2 separate regions of the Hordeum vulgare genome follow, and region 1 is linked to region 2. The links are chromatin contacts, called in public Hi-C maps. All regions are on one chromosome and are shown on one strand. The core of a region is the stretch at or near the end of the contact, and the rest is flanking DNA. Distances in the headings are between cores, read along the strand shown.

Region 1 (4,955 bases), core at 204-2,703, 500 kb after region 2:
GTTTCCTAGAACTGACCTTAACTTTATTCCGGTTGTTCCCTCCCGTAATTGGAGGGTCCTACATTAGCAAGTGTGACCGGCTGCCCCTTGAGCTAAAAAGTGGATTTAGACAACGAAAAAAAGAATATAATGCATGACGCAAGCCCATAACTACACAACAGTGAAAAGAAAAAATGAGAAACGGACCGAACGACAATAGGAGAGATCGCTACACAAGGCCTCCAGTAGCTGCACGAATTGCGACGTGAAACCTGATCTAACGGTTGAGACGGTGAATGATGCCAAACTTGAAACTCAGCTAGCTGAGCTTCATCCGTACCGAAGAAAATAAGCGGGCTCTTAGTTAAAAGACAACTCTACCACATGCTGCTAGACATTTGTGAAAGTAAAATATAAATTATATAATAAAAAAATACGTTGATTATAAGATGGGTTATACATGACATGACAATGGTTATACTATTAATCATGTTCTTTGCTGTTTGCGCGCTGCAGATAAATGCACGCGTAGGTTTAATTTTCCACCACAAAACTGAATGAAAATTGCAGCGCCGCACGTACGTACTATTGATCATGGATAACTCGGAAATGGATTTATCTGATGCCCGAAGCCACTCGCTGGGTGCCGGCATGTCCACGACGTACTGCATGCGCGGCGCGTGGCGTACAATTAGTCACGACGGAGTAGGTGTCGCCGTCAGCCCAAGCTGGCCTATGCCGGTTACCGCGCCGAGCGTGCACAGCCATGCGGCGAGCAGCCAGTGCCGCGCCGGCCGGGACAAAGCCGCTGCGTCAAGTTGCCGGTTTGCCGCCGCCCGCCCAGTAGCTTGGGCACGCCGCGCACGTCGGCGAGACGCTCGTTTGACGTCCACAATATAATGCGTGCGAGACATCGTCCCCTTCCCTTCGAGAAACTGTTTCAGGTCGTACGTGTACTCCCGCGCGCCTCTCGGCATCGGCGCATCGGCGTGTTCACGTGGGTCGTGCGCGCGACGTTCAACCGAGAGTATACGACCGCATGTGTCTGTCACCTTCCATGTGTGGCACGCTACTTACTTATACCGTGTTCACACCGGCATTGCCATCTGCATGTACGTACATCCAAGTGCCCGGCATCTTGCTACCCACATGAACTACGTACCACCCCAAGCAGCTTATCAAATTAATCCAAGTAGTACATTACATTTATATTATGGATATCTCCATGTGAGCGATGATCCTCATCCAGTACTATGGACAGAGACGGCGAGAGCGCGAAATTTATCTTACCGAAGTGGACGCGGCCGGAGCGCGCGTCGTCGTCACAAGATATACTGGATCGAACGCCGAAGACCTGCCGTCTACGGCAGTACGGCACGGCCGCACGGCTGCTGTGTGGCCGAACCCCGCCACCCACCTGCCCAGCCACGGTGTCCATCAATTATCTCTATATATAACGCCATGGGCGGATGCTTATGCTCGTATACCGCCACCTAATTAACCAGCCCCTCATCAATCACAGAGAGACGAAAGAGATGGCCTCCTTCTCCAAACAGGCGGCACTCTTCTTGCTGGCAGCGCTGCTGCTGTGCCTCGTCTGCACTAGAGGGCAAGCAGCAAGGCCTACACCAGGATCCAGCCACTACAAATCACAGGTACGCACAGTAACCAAGCAATCTAACGTGTGCTTCATAATGCAGAGTGGCTGTGGCTATCGTACTTTTTGTTGATTTGTTGCTCGCTGTATAGTGCTCGTCTCGGTGTTTAAATTTTGATGATCTGCAGGATGCTGGCTCCGCCATTTTCCACGAGAAGGTTGCTGCAGGAGCCGAGATGGAAATGGAGCAGGAAGATCAGGAGGCGGTGAGAGGATGCGAGGGAGGGGAAGAAGTGGAGGAGTGCCTGATGAGGAGGACCCTCGTCGCTCACACCGACTACATCTACACCCAGGGGAAGCACAACTAGATGGTGTGCTGAAACCCTGAAACTGCTGGTGCTTACCAAGGACTCCGTGAACTGAAGGCCATACCTGGATGATCGCATGGTTAAGCAGGCCCTACTTAAGAAGAGAGGCATTTTTCATGAGCTCGTCGGTCTGTTCTGCAGTCCCATGCATCGTCTGTGAATTACAGCTATAGACCTATAGTCACCCCTTTGTATTTTGCCTGTTTCCTTGTTGTTGTTGTTGTTTTGTCTTTTTTGCGTGGTCTGTTTCCTTGTTTTTAGGTCATGTATCTGTACTGGATTCGAACTTTTATCATCATATATGTATTTACTGAATATTTTATCTCTTCATCTATACACTGATGAATACTACAGTTATAGCTAACATACCGTTCTTCGTGATTGGTTAAAGCTATGGAGTGTTAAAATGCTTGTTAGTTCTCTGCTAAATAATGAAATACAAGCCAGCCATCTAGCTGGAACTTTCAAAAAAGATGCTTGTTAGTTAGACAACCCGACGTCAGGAAACAGGCAATATGAAAAGGAACTACTCAAAACAATGCGGAGATGACCATACGCAGTCAGGATTAGACCACCGGCCTACCTGCTGGCTATTATAAGCATTGACTTTGGTCTTGTCATAGTTCCTTTTGCTCCATCTATTACTTCATCATTGTTTGTCGTACTCCTAGTGGCCAAATAAATGATAAAGTTTTGTAGTAGTTGAATCTCGCACTTTCTGGATGGCTTCTTGGTCAACTCTCGTAGCTGGTCGAGGAGCTGGTTCCCAGAATGCTTTATGAAGCGCGCTGTCGCCACTTAATATTTCTTCATAGAGAACAGGCCTCAGTTGTACTCCCTCTGTACCACAATATTTGTTGTTGGAAAAAACTAGTCTAGTTTCACAACAATTATTTAGAAACAGAGGGAGTATATAACTGCAATAATTAACAAGATACCTTTGATCTAGAAATTACTTTTGGAGGCCGAGCTTCATGGAGGCCTTCAAATGCAAAATTCAAATTTTGTGAAAATTCTTATTTTTACATTCCATAAAATTTTGAAAGAAAATACATAGATAAATAAAGGTATAATGCACAAGTGTGTAAATTCTCCGAACTAAATACGTTGAAATGAGGGTTGTGCAAAAAAACAAATCTCAGACTTTTTAACATGATACTATTGATCTTTTCACATCATGGATTTTTCCTTTTTTACAGGTCGCATTTCAAAGTATTTCAACCTGAAAGTTTACACACATACTGATCACATCCATGTTTAATTGTGCAAGTTTTTTTAGATTTTTTAAAACCAAAACTTCTAAATTTGGAATTTTGTAAAAAATTGACCTTTATGAAGGCCGAGAGCCAAAAGGTCATTCTCCCTTTGATCGAAGTAAATTCGTGTAGGTTATTCGTACAGTTTTGCAACTCATAAATCCATGGCCCAACCCCTACATGGATCCTAGGGCTAGAAGGGCCTTTTATATTTGTGTCCTAATTCAAATCTATTACTCAGATTTGTCTCTAATTTTAAAGCATGTTTATATTTATCCCTCTTCCTTCAGTTGCACTTACACAAATGCCCACTCATGTTGTTACCGTCAAGTCAAAGGACTTTGACCGTTTTTTGGTGGACATTTTTACCCTGAAAAAAATAAAACACAAATTGAAAAAGAAAAGAGAGTGCACGTGCTTACTTTTTGGTGCAGGACGTCCCATCCAGCCCAAACAAGCTGGCCGGTTGTCTTCTTCCTATCTCGAGGCAAATGGCATGTCGCCCGCGCACGGTCACCCGAACCCCGCTGTTCCCGTGGCCCATGATGCCGAGCCACAGCATCGCCAAGTCTTTGAGCCCCGCCATCAAGCAGAGGATCACCATGCCGAAGATTGTGACCTCGGTTGCTCTGCAAGTTCGCAATCGACGCCATCTTTGCCGGCTCTGATCGTCGGCCACCATCTTAGATTCGCCATCGTCTGAGATCCCTCGTCCCTCGCTTACCATCATAGAGATTCATATGCTATTGCGGATCTTCCAGAGATGTCGCCTATGAGTTCCTCCTCGAAAACCCCTTCCCCACGATGCCTTGCTCCGCCAGTTCTGGGCTAGGTCCATGCGCTCGCTACCGGCCGTAGCCAGCCCCTTCTACCACTCACGTATGCTTGTCGTGATCCCGTGATGCCCATGCACTTTTTATCCCATCTTCCCAGTGCCTTGTAGACATCTGCCACCAAGCTTCGTCCGGTGTCTCCATTGGCCTCGGCCATGGTCGACACTCCAGACGTTGCCGCTCGCCCAACCACCTCCATTCGACGCGGAGAGAGAGCCCATGAGCACATAGGAATAACCATCGGGCGCTTTGGTCACCGTAACAGGGCTCCCAAGCCCTCTGCCGTGGCGTATGCTCGCCGGCGGCTTGACGCCGGTGGTTTGATTAGGAACAATGGCTTCCTATGACATGTGGGGCCCATTAATTAGTTTAGCCCTAAACCATACCAATTAACAAAACTGTTAAATCATTTTAGGAAAATAACTAGACGCTTACATGTGGAGCCCACACGTAAGAGAGATATAGGGTTTTTTCTTTTTATTTTTCTTCAGTGGTTCTCACTATAAATGAATGAGACGGTGGGTACGGTTTTGTTCTTATTTTTCAGTGGGTCCCCACATGTAAGTAAGAGAGAGGAGGGTGAGAGAAAGAGTTTTTCATTTTTATATTTTTCTGACTGGGTCCCACATGTAAGTGACACATGAAGGCAGGGGCAAAATTTCCAAATATGCCATAGATGGTCAAACTCCTTTGACCAGATGAAAACGGAATGAAAGGGCATTTATGTACGGTCGGAGAAGGGGCAAATTTGAGCATGCTTTGAAATTAGGGATAAATCTGAGTCGTGGGTTCAAGTTAGGGACATAAGATATAAAAGATAGCGACAGCAGGGCTCGCTTTGTCACATTGCTCCTCTTTCCCAAGAGATTCTAGACCAAATGGTGGATCAAGTAGAGCAAGATATTGGTCTTTCTCATATAGA
Region 2 (5,475 bases), core at 1,585-4,084:
CGGAGTTACCGGGAATGTACCGGAAATAACGAATGGGTTCCGGGAGTTCACCGGGGGGCAACCCACCCCGGAGAAGCCCATAGACCTTGGGGGTGGCACACCAGCCTTTAGTGGGCTGGTGGGACAGCCCAAAAGAGCCCTATGCGCCATAGGAAGAAAAATCAAAGAGAAAAGAAAAAAAAGAGGAGGTGGGAAAAGGGAGAAGGACTCCACCTTCCAAACCAAGTTGGACTCGGTTTGGGGGGGAGACCTTCCCCCCTTGGCTCGGCCGAAACCCTTAGGGGTCCTTGGACCCCAAGGCAAGGCTCCCCCTCTTCCCCCTATATATACGGATGTTTTAGGGCTGATTTGAGACGACTTTTCCACGGCAGCCCGACCACATACCTCCACGGTTTTTCCTCTAGATCGCGTTTCTGCGGATCTCGGGCGGAGCCCTGCTGAGACAAGATCATCACCAACCTCCGGAGCGCCATCACGCTGCCGGAGAACTCTTCTACCTCTCTGTCTCTCTTGCTGGATCAAGAAGGCCGAGATCATCGTCGAGCTGTACGTGTGCTGAACGCGGAGGTGCCGTCCGTTCGGCACTAGATCGTGGGACTGATCGCGGGACGGTTCGCGGGGCGGATCGAGGGACGTGAGGACGTTCCACTACATCAACCGCGTTCACTAACGCTTCTGCTGCACGGTCTACAAGGGTACGTAGATCACACATCCCCTCTTGTAGATGGACATCACCATGATAGGTCTTCGTGCGTGTAGGAAAATTTTTGTTTTCCATGCGACGTTCCCCAACAGTATCACGCGCCGCGCCTCTCCCAAGCCCCGGCGACCTCGGCCTCTCACCATCGTGTCGCGCCTCTCCCAAGCCCCAGCGGCCTCGCTCGCGCCGTGCCGCGCCCCTCCCAAGCCCTGTCGCTCCCTGGTCGCCTCGCCCTTGCCCCGCCATGTCGTGCCCCTCCCTCTCCCCGGCGGCCTCGCCCTCGCCCCGCCATGTCGAGCCCCTCCCTCTCCCCGGCGGCCTCGCCCTCGCCCCGTCGGCCCTCCTCTTCCTCCTCCTGAGTCCCGACGGCGGTTGTACCCGCGCTACGCCCCTCCCGAGCCCCGGCGGCGGCCTCGCAGTACACCTCTTCCCCATATCACACATATCCTACCAAACAGAGTCTCATCCAAGCATGTCTCAACACATACATGATCACCAAACAACTCAAGATGTATGTATTCATCATGTCTATAGTTAGCATGCTTCACTAGGGAACATACATGCTCGGGTGAGAACCGCTGCCAAACACACCCTTAGGCGTCAACTATGCAACTAGTCCTCGCACGCTGCCCACGTGGACCGACCCACCAAATGATCGTGACTCACTCTGGTCGTCTTCCCTTGATTAACCGGTTGACCATTTCCATTGACACTTTGACCATTAAATTTCTGAAAAATTGTGGGTTTGGAAAATGTTCAAGGCGTTTCAAAAAGTTCGTTGAGTTAAAAAATGTTCGCAAATTTTAAGAAAACATGGATCTAAAAAGATATCGTGAATTTAAAAAAAGTTAAAGGATTTGGAAAGGGTTTGCGATTCTGTCAAATGTTCATTGATTGTCAAAAAGGTCCAAAAATTTGAGTAAAAAGTTCAGGAAGAAAAATGTTCACTAATTTGGAATGAATTCATAGTTTTCTTGAAGAAAAATGTTCACTAATTTGGAAATGTTGTGGGTTTGAAAATCGAATACCATTTGACCTTTTGTGAATTTATTAATATTTATGTATTTGGAATTATTTTGAAATAAAACCGAAAAACAAAAAGGAAAAAACCACAAAGAAAAAGAAACAGTAAACACAATAATTTAAAACAAAAAAACCTGTTGAAAACCCCAATAAACAAATTTAGCAAAAAACAAAATGAGCCATAAGCTTCTACTTGCTTTCTAAAACTGAAACTCTCATAGGTTATATTTGCCGAACAAAGAAGATACGAGCGTGAGCACTGCGTAGGCACAATTAAGAAACATTCACATTAAGGGCTAAATGGGAAACACTGGGAAATCCTATTCCTATAGTGGGTGACGGATACTGAGCAAACACGCACCCCTATCCGTGCTAATCGGCCAACCCATTTTCTCTATTTTTTGTATTTTGCTTCTCAATTTACCATAGGTTTTCTGAACCGATTTTCCCTTCTTTTCATTGGTTTCTTCTTTTGGGGTTTTCGGTATTTACCTTCTTCTGTTTTTGTTTTTTTGTTTTCATTTCAAAATTCAGAATATTTTTGCATATTATGGAATATATATTTAAAGCTGGGGGCAATTTATGAAAGAGACAAAAAATTGGGAATTCGTTAAATGTTTTAAATTTAAGAGAGAACTTTTTTAATATTGAACATTTTATGAATCAAAGAGAATTTATATAAATTCGCCAATATTTTATTTTATGAACACTTTTTTCAAATTATGAATTAGTTTGAATTTATAAAAAAAATCAAAAAATCTGAATGTTCCCTAAATTTATGATTTATGTAAATAAATATAAAGTGTGTCAATTTGCTGAACATAAATTAAATTTGATTTTTTTTCACTTTTGAGAATATTTTGTTTGATTCGTAAACATTTTTAGAAAATGAAGTCATATTTTGAATTCCAGAAATAATCTTTAAACTTGTTAATATTTTCGATTTTTTGTAAAATAAATCTTGCACATTTATGAAAATCCCTAAAAAATAAAGAAGAAAATAAAGAAAAGAAGAAAATAAAAAATAAAAAATAAAAAATGGGACACCTGCCTCATGTATGCGCCGGGCCAAGATGGCGAGTATGGGATCAGTCCTGATGCGTGTTTAGGCTGGGAGCTCATATTTGGTGCTGAAGGCGCCGCGAATCGCTACTGGTGCTCGCACCGCATACATAGCGTTCCGGAGTAGGAAAAAATATTCTTATGTTCGTACCACAAAAACGATACGTAACTGATAGAAGCATGATTCGAGTTCTACAACTAAAGTCAAACATGTGGCTACATCGAAGTAACTTTAACATTGATAGAAGTACATTATGGGAGCTCCTAGTCGGCGCTTAAGGAGAACCAGTGCCTACAGGCCTTTAAAATGGGTCGGCCCAATTCCAGGGCTGATTTTTCTATAAGAAAAACCAAAAAAAACAAAAAAAACAGGACATAAAAAGTTCATAAAAGCAAAAAATGGTTCATAAATTTTGAAATGAAAGTTAATGACTTTTATAAAATTCACTGTGATCTAAAAAGAAGTTCACTAATTTCTAAAAACTTCACGGATTTTGAAAATTAGTTCATGAATTTGAAAAATGTTTTAAAAGAAGTTTCTTTAACTGGAAAAAAACTCACAAACCTTTAAAAAGTTCATCATTTTTGAAAAAAGTTCATGCATTTCAAAAGAAAATTTCATCAAATTTTAAAAACATATCATCAAATTTTGGAAAATGTTCATTAATATTCAAAAAAGTTCACGAATTTTGAAAACTAATTCATGAATTTGGAAAAATAATAATAATAATATGGCTGCACTTTTTCGAAAAAATATATATATAAAATAAAATGGAAATGAAAAAATAATAAAAAGAGTAAATAAAAGAAACAACGAAAAAAGGAAAACTGAACAAAAAAAGTCATAAAAAAATAGTTGAAAAAAAATCAGGAAAACTGCCCTCCTACTGGGCAGGACCATTACCGGTGCTGCAGGCGCCGGTTAAGAAAAATGCACTTTAACCGGAAGAAACACCATTTGGGCCTTCTTTTTGTACCAAATAGGATCTGACGTACATTACTAGGAAGAAACACCATTTGGGCCTTCTTTTTGTACAACATTAACATGTAGAAGTATTATACAACCAGCTTATTATGCCTAATATTTTATGATAAAAAATAAATATAAAGTAATTCACAAGAAAAAACGTGAACATGAAGAAAGTTCATAAATTTGAAAAGGCTCATACAAATATATTTTTTTCCGAATTTGGGAAAAGTTCTTTGAAATGAGCTAATCAATTTTCAAAAACTTAACCGAATTTGAAAAAATTTAAAGTTTTTATAAAAAATGGTCATCAAATTTAAAAAAGTTCATTCTATTTGACAATTCATAAATTTGTAAAAAAGTCCGTATGCTTTCAAATAAAGTTCATCAAATTCCGAAATAGTTCATCAATTTTGGAAAAACGTTCATGATTTTTGAAAAAAATTCATCAGATTTTAAAATTTTCATTGCACTTCAAAAAAAATTCTCTTCGAATTTGGAGAAAGCTTATTCCTTGATTTTGAAAAATCCCATTGCACTTATTCATTGATTTTTAAAAATTCCATTGCACTTCAAAAAATCTCTTCTAAAATAATCAACAATATTAAAAAAAGTTCATCAATTTTGAAAAAAAGTTCATTGATTTTGAAAAACATTCATCGGATATGAAAAAAGTTCATTCATTTTAAAAACAGTTCATCTATGTCAAAAAAGGAACATCGATTTGGAAAAGAAATTCACAATTTCTTTTAGAAAAATCACGTGTTTAGTAAAAATAAAAAGAGAGGGAAAAAATAGAACCAAACGATTCCAAGAATAGAGAAAAGAAAAAAAAAGTTACACAAATTGAAAAGGATAAAACAGAGAAAACAAGTGAGTAGGCATAGTGGATCGAGATGGTCGAGTGGTTACGTTTCAATTATCTCAACAGAGAGGTCTTTGGTTCAAACCCAGCTATTTGCCCCCCTTAATCTGTTCTTTAACAAATAAAGAAAGAAAATGCTAAATGGACCCATTTGTAAAATGGCCTATAACTCGCGCAAAACAATTGCGAAATGGGATTTGTCGTTTGGGCGACTCACGTGTTGACTGGTTGACCGCCATTTTTGTTATTTCTAAAAACACTGTTTCAAAAACAGTTCATAAATATAAAAATTCAAGTATTTGCAAAGGTTTAATATTTTGAAAAAGTTAATCGATTTTGAAGAAAATACGAATTAGAAACAGTACATGCAAATTTGAAAAAGTTTCGCACATTTCCCATATATTGGTAGATATGGGAATGTTCTTGCATTTTAAATAATTTTAGGTATTTCACCAAATGTTTCTGGGTTTTGAAAAAGTTCAGAATTTGGGAAAGGTTGATGAATCTGAAAATAAGTTCATAAAAAGTTGAACATAAATTTTTGAAAATTATACAAATTTGGAACAAAAATATGAATTAGAGAAAATTTCATAAAATTGAAAAAACATGCATTTGGGAAGAAGAAAACACGAAGAAGGAAAAAGATAAACGAATTTGTGAATGTTCAAACAGTTTATGTTTGTATGAATCTTTTATTCTTAAATTGTTGCAACCCACTATCTATTTTTCCTTCTCATGCAACCATGCAACATCATCAAGTCATGCATTTAGTCATAAGTACTTTTTCTTTTTCTTCGCTACCTATTTTTCCTTCTCATGCAACCATGTCACAAGTTCACATCATCAAGTCAGGCATTT

The links. A called contact is a pair of places that touch in the nucleus more often than the background predicts.
Region 1: a Hi-C map of leaf shows a contact between it and region 2, with 3 times the contacts expected there. The contact joins the promoter of LOC123446755 here to the enhancer-like site in region 2. A contact is called at or near these places in 2 of 6 Hi-C or Micro-C datasets (leaf and seedling).

Annotation. Positions count from the first base shown.
Region 1 is chr4H:521,844,177-521,849,131 of MorexV3_pseudomolecules_assembly, forward strand. LOC123446755 (phytosulfokines 4-like) reads left to right here and starts at 1,454. Exons shown (of 2, transcript XM_045123298.1): 1 at 1,454-1,634; 2 at 1,765-2,259. The coding sequence starts at 1,455. The coding sequence ends at 1,944.
Region 2 is chr4H:521,340,192-521,345,666 of MorexV3_pseudomolecules_assembly, forward strand. No RefSeq gene overlaps it. Among protein-coding and RNA genes, the nearest start is that of LOC123449247, 160 kb to the left of the region's middle. Within about 2 kb of position 2,835, at least 2 of the 3 cell types and tissues checked have open chromatin away from gene starts, as enhancers often do. A contact at or near this core is called in leaf, where this site is marked.